2 separate regions of the Mus musculus genome follow, and region 2 is linked to region 1. Evidence: chromatin contacts called from public HiChIP or PLAC-seq data. All regions are on one chromosome and are shown on one strand. Each heading gives the region's core, a stretch centred on a gene start, on an enhancer-like site or on the middle of the called end of the contact. The rest is flanking DNA. Distances are from core to core; before and after follow the strand shown.

Region 1 (5,225 bases), core at 2,203-4,702:
ACAACCATCCATAATGAGATCTGATGCCCTTTTCTGGAGTGTCCGAAGACAGCTACAGTGTACTTAAATATAGTAAATAAATCTAAAAAGAAAAAAACAACAAAAACAAAACAAATAAAAAAACCCAAAACTCCCGATCACAACCCTCTGACCCCACATGTACATGCAGTGAGCGTGCCTTCTCGCATGAGTGCACACACATCAATCAAATGAAAAGCTCTGAAGATATCTCTACTCTGCAGTATTATGTGGTCAGCCAAGACTCAGCTGTTTACATAAGCACTTTTAACCACTAAGACAGCTCTCCAGCACTCCCAGCTCCCTCCTTCCCTCCTTCCTTCCCCCTCTCCCCACTGCCAACATTTCTTCCTATCCACCTTTCCTCCCTCCCTCTCTCCCTCTTTCCTTTCGTGTGTGTATGTGTGTGTGTGTGTGTGTTTGTGCGTGTGTGGGGCCCAGCACTAACCCAGCATAAGCAAGGCCTGTCTTCAACCTCTAGGACCACAAAACAACCTCTTCTGAACAAACCCTGAACCACCCTTTCCTCATCCCTAAAAAGAGAGATTTAGACCCCCCTGGTCCATAAACCTCAACTCTAAAATTCTGACTTTGGGCCTGGAGGTAGCTCAGTTGTAGTGAGCTTACTGGCTTGCTGGGGTTTGATTCCCCAGTAGCACAGAAAGTCAGGCATGATGACACAAACCTATAATCCCAGAACTTGGGAGACCAAGAAGAGGATCAGAAAGCTCATGTCATTCTTTTTGTTTGTTTGTTTTGTTTTGTTTTTCGAGACAGGGTTTCTCTGTATAGCCCTGGCTGTCCTGGAACTCACTCTGTAGACCAGGCTGGCCTCGAACTCAGAAATCCGCCTGCCTCTGCCTCCCAAGTGCTGGGATTAAAGGCATGTGCCACCACACCCGGCTGGCTCATGTCATTCTTAGCTACACAGTTTAAGGCTAGTCAAGAGGTACAGGAGATCCTGTCTAAGAAAAAAATTAAACAAATAAATAAAATTCTGAATTTGCAGGTTACTTTGAAAAAACAAAAAACAAAACAAAACCACCACCACCAACAACAACAAAACAAACAAACAAACAAACAAACCACTCAGGCAGTGCAATACCAAACATTGCCAGCAGAGGTCAGGAGAAGTCCCTTAAAGCTCAGATCAACTTTCTTCCTGATATGTAGTATTCTGGGGCTGTTTTTCCTGTTCCTTTGCTTAGCCTTGTACTGTGTGCTTTTTACCTTATTTGTCAAACATAAAACCTTTACTCCCCTGATGGGCGAAGGAAATTGCTTGGTAGCAGGTGACATGTGGGGTGGTTTTATACTCAGGGTGAGTGTAAATAAAGAGACTTAACACAGCAGACAGAGTCTTGTCTACCAAACCTTTTTGTTGGTTTTTACATTTTAAGGCAGGTTCTCCCTATGGAAGGAGCCCAGGCTTGTCTGGAAAGGGTGATCCTCCTGGTTCAGCCTCCTTAGTACTGGGATTAAAACAGCCCCATGCCCCACCTGTTTTTGTTTTGTGGGGACAGGGTCTCACTAAGTAGCTCTAACTGTACTGGAACTTGCTACGAACCAGGCTGGCCTTGAACTCACAGAATCTGCCTGCCTCTGCCTTCCCAGTAGTTACAGGTGGCTCCAGGTGTTGAGAACTGAACTCAGGTACTCTGTAAGAGTAGCAAATACTCTTAACCTCTGAGCTATCTCTACAGCTCCCAATTTACCATTTAAAAAAATATTTACCTCAGCAAAATTCTTCTCAAGCTGGGGTATAGCTAATATTTCTCTCTCTCCCATTTTCATTTTAAAAAGTTTGAAAGGCTATATGTGATGGTGATGGTTTGCAGTGGAGTCCCAACACTTTGGGGCTAAAACAGGAAGGTAACTACATATTTATGATTAGCCTGGGGTGCATATTGAATATCATGCCAAGCAGAGCTACAGCCAGGCAGTGGTGGCACAGGCCTTTAATCCCAGCACTCGGGAGGCAGAGGCAGGCGGATTTCTGAGTTAGAGGCCAGCCTGGTCTACAAAGTGAGTTCCAGGACATCCAGGGCTATACAGAGAAACTCTGTCTTGAAAAACCAAAACAAACAAACAAAACAAAAAAAAAAAGGAAGAAAGAAAAGAAAAAAGAAAAGACCCTGTCTCTAGAGGGAAAACAAGTATTGCTATTGATAATGGCACAGACATAGAAAGGAAACACCTCTCCACTATTTAAAAGAACAAGACAGGGGCCGGAGAGATGCTCAGAGGACCAAGGTTTGATTCTTAGCACTCACATGGTGGCTCACAACCATCTGTAGCTCCAGTTTCAGGGGATCTGGAGCCCCCTTCTGTCCTTTGTGGGGATCAGGCATGGATGTGTTGCGTTGTACAAACATGCATTCAGGCAAAACATCCACACACATAAGATAAATCTTATATTAAAAAAAAAAAACCCAACACGATAAAACAGATGGTTCATGCCCGTAATTCCAGCACTGGAGAAGATCAGGAATTTGACCCCGTTTCAAAAAATAAAACAGAGAGAGAAAGAAAGAGAGAGAGACAGAGAGAGAGAGAGAGACAGAGAGAGACAGAGACAGAGGACCACGGTAGGAGCCAGCCATCAGTTCTGCTGTTGTACTGAGTTGCCTACTCCTCAGAAGATTGTTCATCTCAGGGATTCACTTTTGACCTCTCAGTGTGTTTTGTCTAGCCACTTTTTCTGGTTTATGTCAACTTGACACAGAGAAGAGGGGGCCTTCAGAAATGTCTCTATATTGCCGGGTGTGGTGGCGCACGCCTTTAATCCCAGCACTTGGGAGGCAGAGGCAGGCGGATCTCTGAGTTCAAGGCCAGCCTGGTCTACAGAGTGAGTTCCAGGACAGCCAAGGCTACACAAAGAAACCCTGTCTCAAAAAAAAAAAAAAAAAAAAAAAAAAAAAAGAAAAGAAAAGAAAAAAAAAAAAGAAATGTCTCTATAACTTCAGGCTGGCTTTGTAGTGGTGCTACACACATTTAGTTCCAGCACTCATGAGGTAGAGGCAAGTGGATCTCTTAGTTTGAGGTCAGCCAAGGCTACACAGAGAGATCTTGAAAACCAAAAACCAACCAACCAAACAAAAAAACCCAGATCAGGCTGTAGATCATGCCTCTGGGACATTTTCTTAATTAGAGATTGATAGGTGGTATCATCCCTGAGCTGGTGTTCCTGGGTTCTATAAGAAAGCAGACTGAGCAAGCCATGCAGAGCAAACCCATAAGGAGTATTCTGCAGGGTCTCTGCATCTGCAGCTGCCTTCAGGAAGTGCAAGCTGAATCAACCCTTTCCTCCCAGGTTTCCTTGGTCATGATGTTTTATTGCAGCAATAAAAACCCTAATTAAGACTCTGCTCTCTGTCATTACTGCACTCTTCCCCATGCTGTGACAGCTCCTCCAGGGCAAGGTTTATGCTTTACCAGACTAGTGGACTAGGTTGTGGGAGGAGCCAAAACAACAAGCAGCTATATGTGGCGGGCAGGAGAGAGAAGCTGCAACATGCTGGGCTTCCATAAAGAAATATGCACACTGCCAGACAAAGAGGCAATGAGTTCCCAAACACCCACATCTGGTGTGGCACCCATCTCCTGGCTGTAACAGCATAAAAGTCCAACAAGGACAGGACAGAGACAAGACCTGCTATTCCTTAGGAACCTCCCAAGATGCACACTCAAAACCTAAGATGAAAGAGATGGCAGGTGGGTGTGGCGGCACATCCCTAGGATCTCAGCACTCAGGATACTGAGGTTAGACCATCACAAGTTCTGAGCTAGCCTGGACTACATAACCTGAAAGCCCCCTAAAACTCTAAGAAGTCAAGTAAAATAAAACCTCTGTTTATGCTGGGCAGTGGTGGCACACACCTTTAATCTCAGCACTTGGGAGGTAGAGGCAGGTGGATTTCTGAGTGTGAGGCCAGCCTGGTCTACAAAGTGAGTTCCAGGACAGCCAGGGCTATACAGAGAAACCCTGTCTCGAAAAACCAAAAAAGAAAAAAAATCCAAAAACCTCCATTTTTTTTTTAAAGATTTATTTATTATTATATCTAAGTACACTGTAGTTGTCTTCAGATGCACCAGAAGAGGGCATCAGATCTCATTACAGATGGTTGTGAGCCACCATGTGGTTGCTGGGATTTGAACTCAGAACCTTCGGAAGAGCAGTCGGTGGTCTTAACCACTGAGCCATCTCTCCAGCCCCAAACCTCCATTTCTTCTTCCTTCCATTGACTGTTATTCAAGGGACAAGAAAGTCGAAGGAAGGGTTGATTCAAAAAGAAACTAAGAAACTTCCTGCTTCCTTTTAAACACCTAATTCTTGCTGTACAAGTCTTTCAGGAGGCCAGTCATGCCTTCTTCCTCTGGCCTGGATCTGGACTGGAAAGGTCTGGTGTGACAGAGCAGCACTTTCTATATTTGAGAACTGGGGAAAAAAGTGTTCATTTGTAGCTGCTGGTAAGTGGTGTCAACTTTCTCCAAACACAGCACCCATCAGTGCCTGCCAATGTAATTTCATGTTTTGTTTTGATGTGTGTGTACACGTGTGCGCATGCAGGCACACATGCATGCTAGTACATGTTGAATTCAGTTTCCCCAGATACCAGGCTTATTCATATCTCTTTCTGTGCTAGGTTCTGCTCTTGGGTTCCTCCCCACAGTAGCTCACACCCCTCTTTCCTATTCCTTCTCTCACACACCCTTTACGATTTATTTATTTGTTTTATGTATGTGATTACGCTGTCACTCTCTTCAGATGACACACCAGGAGAGGGCATTAGATCCCTTTACAGATGGTTGTGAGCCACCATGTGGTTGCTGGGATTTGAACTCAGGACCTCTGGAAGAGCAGTCAGTGCCCTTAACCCCTGAGCCATCTCTCCAGCCCCTCAGGTTCATTTTCATCTCTCACTTGTTAAGTTTTCCTTGGTCTGTCTTTTCCACTAAAATGAAATTTCTGTCTCAGCTACTCAGGGTTTGAATGGGCAGCCATGGAGACTGAAGAGACAGCAAGGTCCCAGATGCTGAACCTGGGGGGAAGCTACCCCCAAACTCATTAGTGATACAGGGACCTAAGTACACATTGTGGGAGGTTCTAGAAGACTGGTCAACCTCAACCGTCCTTCCCACCCCAGTGAGGAGAGAAAGGAGGCTCTGGGGGAGGAGGGCTATAAATGCGTTATACTTTAACCCAG
Region 2 (4,943 bases), core at 1,655-4,154, 640 kb before region 1:
CAAAAAACAAAAAAAAGTCAGATGTGTGCTATCATGTCTGTTATATATGCTAATGTATATTTGCTAACATGCAGCTTTCTAAAAGAATTGTAACTGTTTATAAAGGTAGCTGATGGATCTAATGGATGCAGATACCCATTTCCTCTTTGCTTCTCTAAGTGTTTGGCTTTGTTTTGTTGTTGTTGTTTCTTTTCTTTGATTTTGGTATTTTACTTGGTATTTGTTTTTATTTGAATTTTGAAAAATCACTAGTGAGATTGAGCTGTTTTGTGCTGAAGTATAATATAGCCTTACATGCTGAGACAGTTTAGCATAATATTTAATAATCAATCTCTGTATTGATTACTAACGTAATAATTATGCCTAGATAAGTCACTTCATTGTCAGTCTTCCCCTCATCTGTGTAGGCAGGCTTTCTGCCTGTGAAACGTGTGAGAGACACAAGGCCCAGTGGGATAGTGGATAGGAAAGAAGGTGGATAGTGCCATGTGTGTTATGATTCTGTAGCAGAGTGTTTGCATATTTGTGCATGTGAAGTTAAACTGACTGTAAAATATGTGGCTTGGAGAAGGGAGATTTGAAAATATTTTTTGTTTTGTTTTGTTTTGTTTCGTTTTTTGAGACAGGGTTTCCTCTGTGTAGCTTTTGACTGTCCTGGAACTCACTGTGTAGACCAGGCTGGCCTTGAACTCAGTGATCCTCCTGCCTCTGCCTGAGAGTAAAGGCACGTGCCACCACTGCCCAGTGTTCTAATTTTTGTTTTAGTGGTGCTAGGGATTAAACTCATGAAATAGTTACTTTATACTAAATGCTCCCCCCCCCCAATTTTTTATTAGGTATTTTCTTCATTTACATTTCAAATGCTATCCCGAAAGTCTCCCATTACCCCCCTCCCCAATGCTTTTTTAAAAAAAATTAAGTTGTGTGTTTCTTTGTGGAAGTACTTATATAGGAATTCGGATTCCCTTGGAGGCTGGAAGAGGCCTTGAGTTCTCTGGAGCTGTAGTTACAGGTGCTTGTGAGCCATAGGACTTGGGTGTCAGGATAGGAACTGAACTCAGATTTTCTGCAAGAGCAACACGTGTTCTTGTTCTCTTTCTTTCTTTCTCTCTTTTTTTTAAAGATTTATTTATTTTATGTATATGAGTACATTGCAGCTGTCTTCAGACACACCAGAAGAGTGCCTCTGATTCCATTACAGGTGGTTGTGGGCCACCATGTGGTTGCTGGGATTGGAACTCAGGACTCTCACAAGAGCAGTTAGTGCTCTTAACTGCTGAGCCATCTCTCCAGCCCGTCTTGTTTATTTTGTGAGCACCACGGTGCACCTGTGAAAGTCAGAATAACTTTTTTTTTAAAGATTTATTTATTTATTATATGTAAGTACACTGTAGTTGTCTTCAGACACTCCAGAAGAGGGCTTCAGATCTCGTTACAGATGGTTGTGAGCCACCATGTGGTTGCTGGGATTTGAACTCTGGACCTTCGGAAGAGCAGTCGGGTGCTCTTACCCAGTGAGCCATCTCACCAGCCCCCAGAATAACTTTTGAGAGTTGACTCTTGGCTCCTTCTGTGTTGGGGGTGAGCTCAGGCTGTCAGGCTTGGTGGCAGGTGTCCTCAGTTGCTGGGCCAGTCCCCGCCTGGTCTTTCCTTCCTTCCTTTCGGATAAGTTGAGAAACTAGGCTGGTTTGGTCCTTCTCCTTCAAACCTAACAGGTAGTAGTTGCTTAAAATATGAATTTATGATCAGATGAATGAAGCCAGATGTTCTGATTGTTTTTATAGGAACCCTGCAAGATGGTAAACCTGAGGGAGTATTACGAGAGGGCGCTGAGAGAGTTTGGGACTTCAGATTCTGGTGAGTAGCTGCAGTCTCTGGCTGTTACATGGCTGGGGTAGTGTTTCTGGTTTGTCCTTCTTAGAACAGTTCTTCAGTGCTTCTCCTGCCTTCTTCCCTTGTGTGTGTGTGTGTGTGGTCTTGTCTTTTTTTTTTTTTTCTGTTTTCTTTTTTCCCCTTGTGTTTTTTGAGACAGGTTCTCATTCTATGTAGCCCAGGCTAGCCTGGAACTCACTATATAGCCTAGACTCCTACCCCTGGTAGTGCTCCTGCCTCCACCTCTGCAGCAGTAGTGTTTTCTTATCACTTAAGTTTGCAAACCCCTGTATCCACTACTTCTCTTACCAACTGTGGCTCAGAGAAAGATTTGCTTGGTTTGGGTCTCTTTTTTTTTTTTTTTTTAAAGGGATACAGATAAGAAAGGTGGAAATCATTTTTTAAAAGATTTGTTTATTTTTATTATATATAAGTACATTGTAGCTGTCTTCAGATACTCCAGAAGAGGGAGTCAGATCTCATTACGGATGGTTGTGAGCCACCATGTGGTTGCTGGGATTTGAACTCTGGACCTTCGGAAGAGCAGTCGGGTGCTCTTACCCACTGAGCCATCTCACCAGCCCCCGCCCTTGGGTCTCTTAAAAAGAGAAATTTGTGTGGCCGGGTAAGATGGCTATATGGCCAAAGGCACTTATTTTCAAGCCTAAAGACATGAATCTGATCTCTTGGACCCACATGGTAGAAAAAAAGGACTGACTTCCGCAAGTTCTCCTCTGCCCTACACATGTATGCTGTGACATGTTGGTGTGTATGTACACACAATATAAAATAAATAACTTATGACTCATGACTATAACCTTATTGCTACAGAGGTGGAAGCATATTGCCAGGAGTTTTGAGGCCAGTCTAGGCTATGTAGTAAGTTCCAGGCTAGCCTGGACTACAGGGTGAAACCCTATCTCAAAATTTCAAAACCAAACCAAGTATTTATAAAGAAAATGCTAGTACAGGCCAGTAGTCACAGCTGGTCATATGTAGTCACCATAGTAGGAAAGGAGGAACTGTCAGTGCTTAGTCAGTTACAACAGGGCTAGCTTGCTGAGGCACAGTGTGGGGCTGACTAGATGATAACATGGTACACGTACCGTGTCTTTTAAAAAGTAGGGAGGAAACCAGGCAGTGGTGGTGCACGCCTTTAATCCCAGCACTCGGGAGGCAGAGGCAGGTGGATTTCTGAGTTCAAGGCCAGCCTAGTCTACAGAGTGAGTTCCAGGACAGCCAGGGCTACACAGAGAAACCCTGTCTTGGAAAAAAAAATTAGAGAGGATAGAAAGGAATTTGAAAGTTTTTACTGTAAAGGCATGATAATGTTTGAGGCAATAGATAGGCTGAACTTTAACACTACACAGTGCTTAAATGTGTCAGAGTACCTTATTTTATTCATATATATTTACATTCTCTTAATTTTATGTGCGGAAGTTTCTCAGAACTTTTTAACTGGCTTAGTATTAATAGTTAAATTTGCTTAATTAAAGCCTTCCCAGTTTTCTAGCTACGTTTACAGTAGTTTTTTGGTTCCTTTTGAAGATCTTTGGATGGATTACATCAAGGAAGAATTGAACCATCCCTTCGGTAAACCTGAGAACTGCGGACAGATCTATTGGCGAGCCATGAAAATGTTGCAGGGACAGTCAGCAGAGCTGTTTGTAGCTAAACACGCCATGCACCAGGCTGGCCACTAGTGGTCGAGCACCACCAGTTGGCTGAAGTTGTGATGCAAGTCTCGGGGCAGGTTTGTGATGAGCTGGTGTGTGAATTGTCGAGAGCTGGCAGAAGAACGGATTGATTTTTGTAACATACTTTTACTTGGTGTTAATCTTTGGTTCCAGAAATGAGTACTGCTAGTGCCTGTTAAATCTAAAATACACAGAAATCATATGATTCAGCTTCAATTCTTGTTCCAGGCTAAGCATATACAGCTCTAATCTAGACTAGGTGTGAGGGACCCAGTTCAAACCCAAGAGAAAGTATAGTTTTGTGTGTTCTCTTCTTGTTGTGAAAGCCTGCATGATACCTGTGGAGATAGGAGGGACGAGGGTGTGGATGGACTGCCTCAACCCTCCAGCTCCCGAATACTGATTAAGAGACTTTATTTATGAAAGCTTAGTCCTTATGGCTTAGCCATGTTTACCACCTGGCTGATCACCTCTCCTCAGCCCCGTACATTCAAGTTCCAAGTCTGGCCGGCAGATCTCCCACCTCTCAATTCTTCCCAGAGTTCCGATCTCTTCTTGGATGTCCCACCTTTACTCTCCTGCCCAGCCATCAGCTGTTTATCAAACAAATCAGAAGTGATAGAGGAGAATGTGTACAATCTTCGATGCAGGTGATGCTTCATAAAAATAACAGTACCAAAGTCCGGACAGTACTCTACTGGTTCAAAAATCAACACTGAATACTACAAAGACAGCCTTTACAGTGCCCAAGATTATCCCAACACTAGGGCAGAGCAGAGCAGAAAGTCACTTAGATCACCGAAGTGAGGCTGAACAGTGACTTCTTTTCCTGTATCTGAATTGGATCTGTACTTTTAAATCAATCATTCAAGAAATAGCGCCTTCCTTCACCTGCAGGAAAAAGGGAGACTTGGAAGATGAGTGACAGAGAAGGAGGCGCTGGGTATTGGGAGAAGTTTGTCTTTTAAGAAGGTTGAGGTGGCACAGGAAACGATTTACCCCAAGGATGGACAGGCCAAGAATGGCATGGAGGATGCCCAGCTTTGTGGCGGGGGAGGGAGTGGGAAGTGCCTCAGTAGGGGGTGGAGGGGCAGATTGGCACAAAGGAGGGCATTTGGGGAGTAAGGGAGGAAGCTGAAATAAATCCTTTCATTTTTTTTGATACTGGGTATTTGTTTGTTTGTGATAAACCTAAATTTGCATTTGAGGCAAGAGCTTTACCACTGAGACAGACCCCAGGCATCTTTTTATTTTCTGTTTTGAGCAGGTCTCACTAAGTTTTGGCTGGCCTGAAAAGTTCTCAGGTCTAGGCAGGCCTTGAACTTTGAATGCTCTTGCCTCAGCCTCTCAAGTGGCTGAGGTTACAGGCCTCAA

The links. HiChIP or PLAC-seq counts read pairs in DNA pulled down with a chosen protein or histone mark.
Region 2: a contact with region 1 is called in an H3K27ac HiChIP or PLAC-seq map of acute myeloid leukemia, with 8 times the contacts expected there. The contact joins two enhancer-like sites.

The regions. Positions count from the first base shown.
Region 1 is chr11:79,292,323-79,297,547 of GRCm38.p6, reverse strand. No RefSeq gene overlaps it. Among named protein-coding and RNA genes, the nearest start is that of Gm30561, 11 kb to the left of the region's middle. Within about 2 kb of position 3,452, at least 30 of the 459 cell types and tissues checked have an H3K27ac peak or open chromatin away from gene starts, as enhancers often do. A contact at or near this core is called in acute myeloid leukemia, where this site is marked.
Region 2 is chr11:79,934,587-79,939,529 of GRCm38.p6, reverse strand. It overlaps Utp6 (UTP6 small subunit processome component), which reads left to right. Exons shown (of 19, transcript NM_144826.3): 18 at 1,785-1,857; 19 at 3,421-4,943. The coding sequence ends at 3,575. Among named protein-coding and RNA genes, the nearest start is that of Utp6, 25 kb to the left of the region's middle. Within about 2 kb of position 2,904, at least 2 of the 459 cell types and tissues checked have an H3K27ac peak or open chromatin away from gene starts, as enhancers often do. A contact at or near this core is called in acute myeloid leukemia, where this site is marked.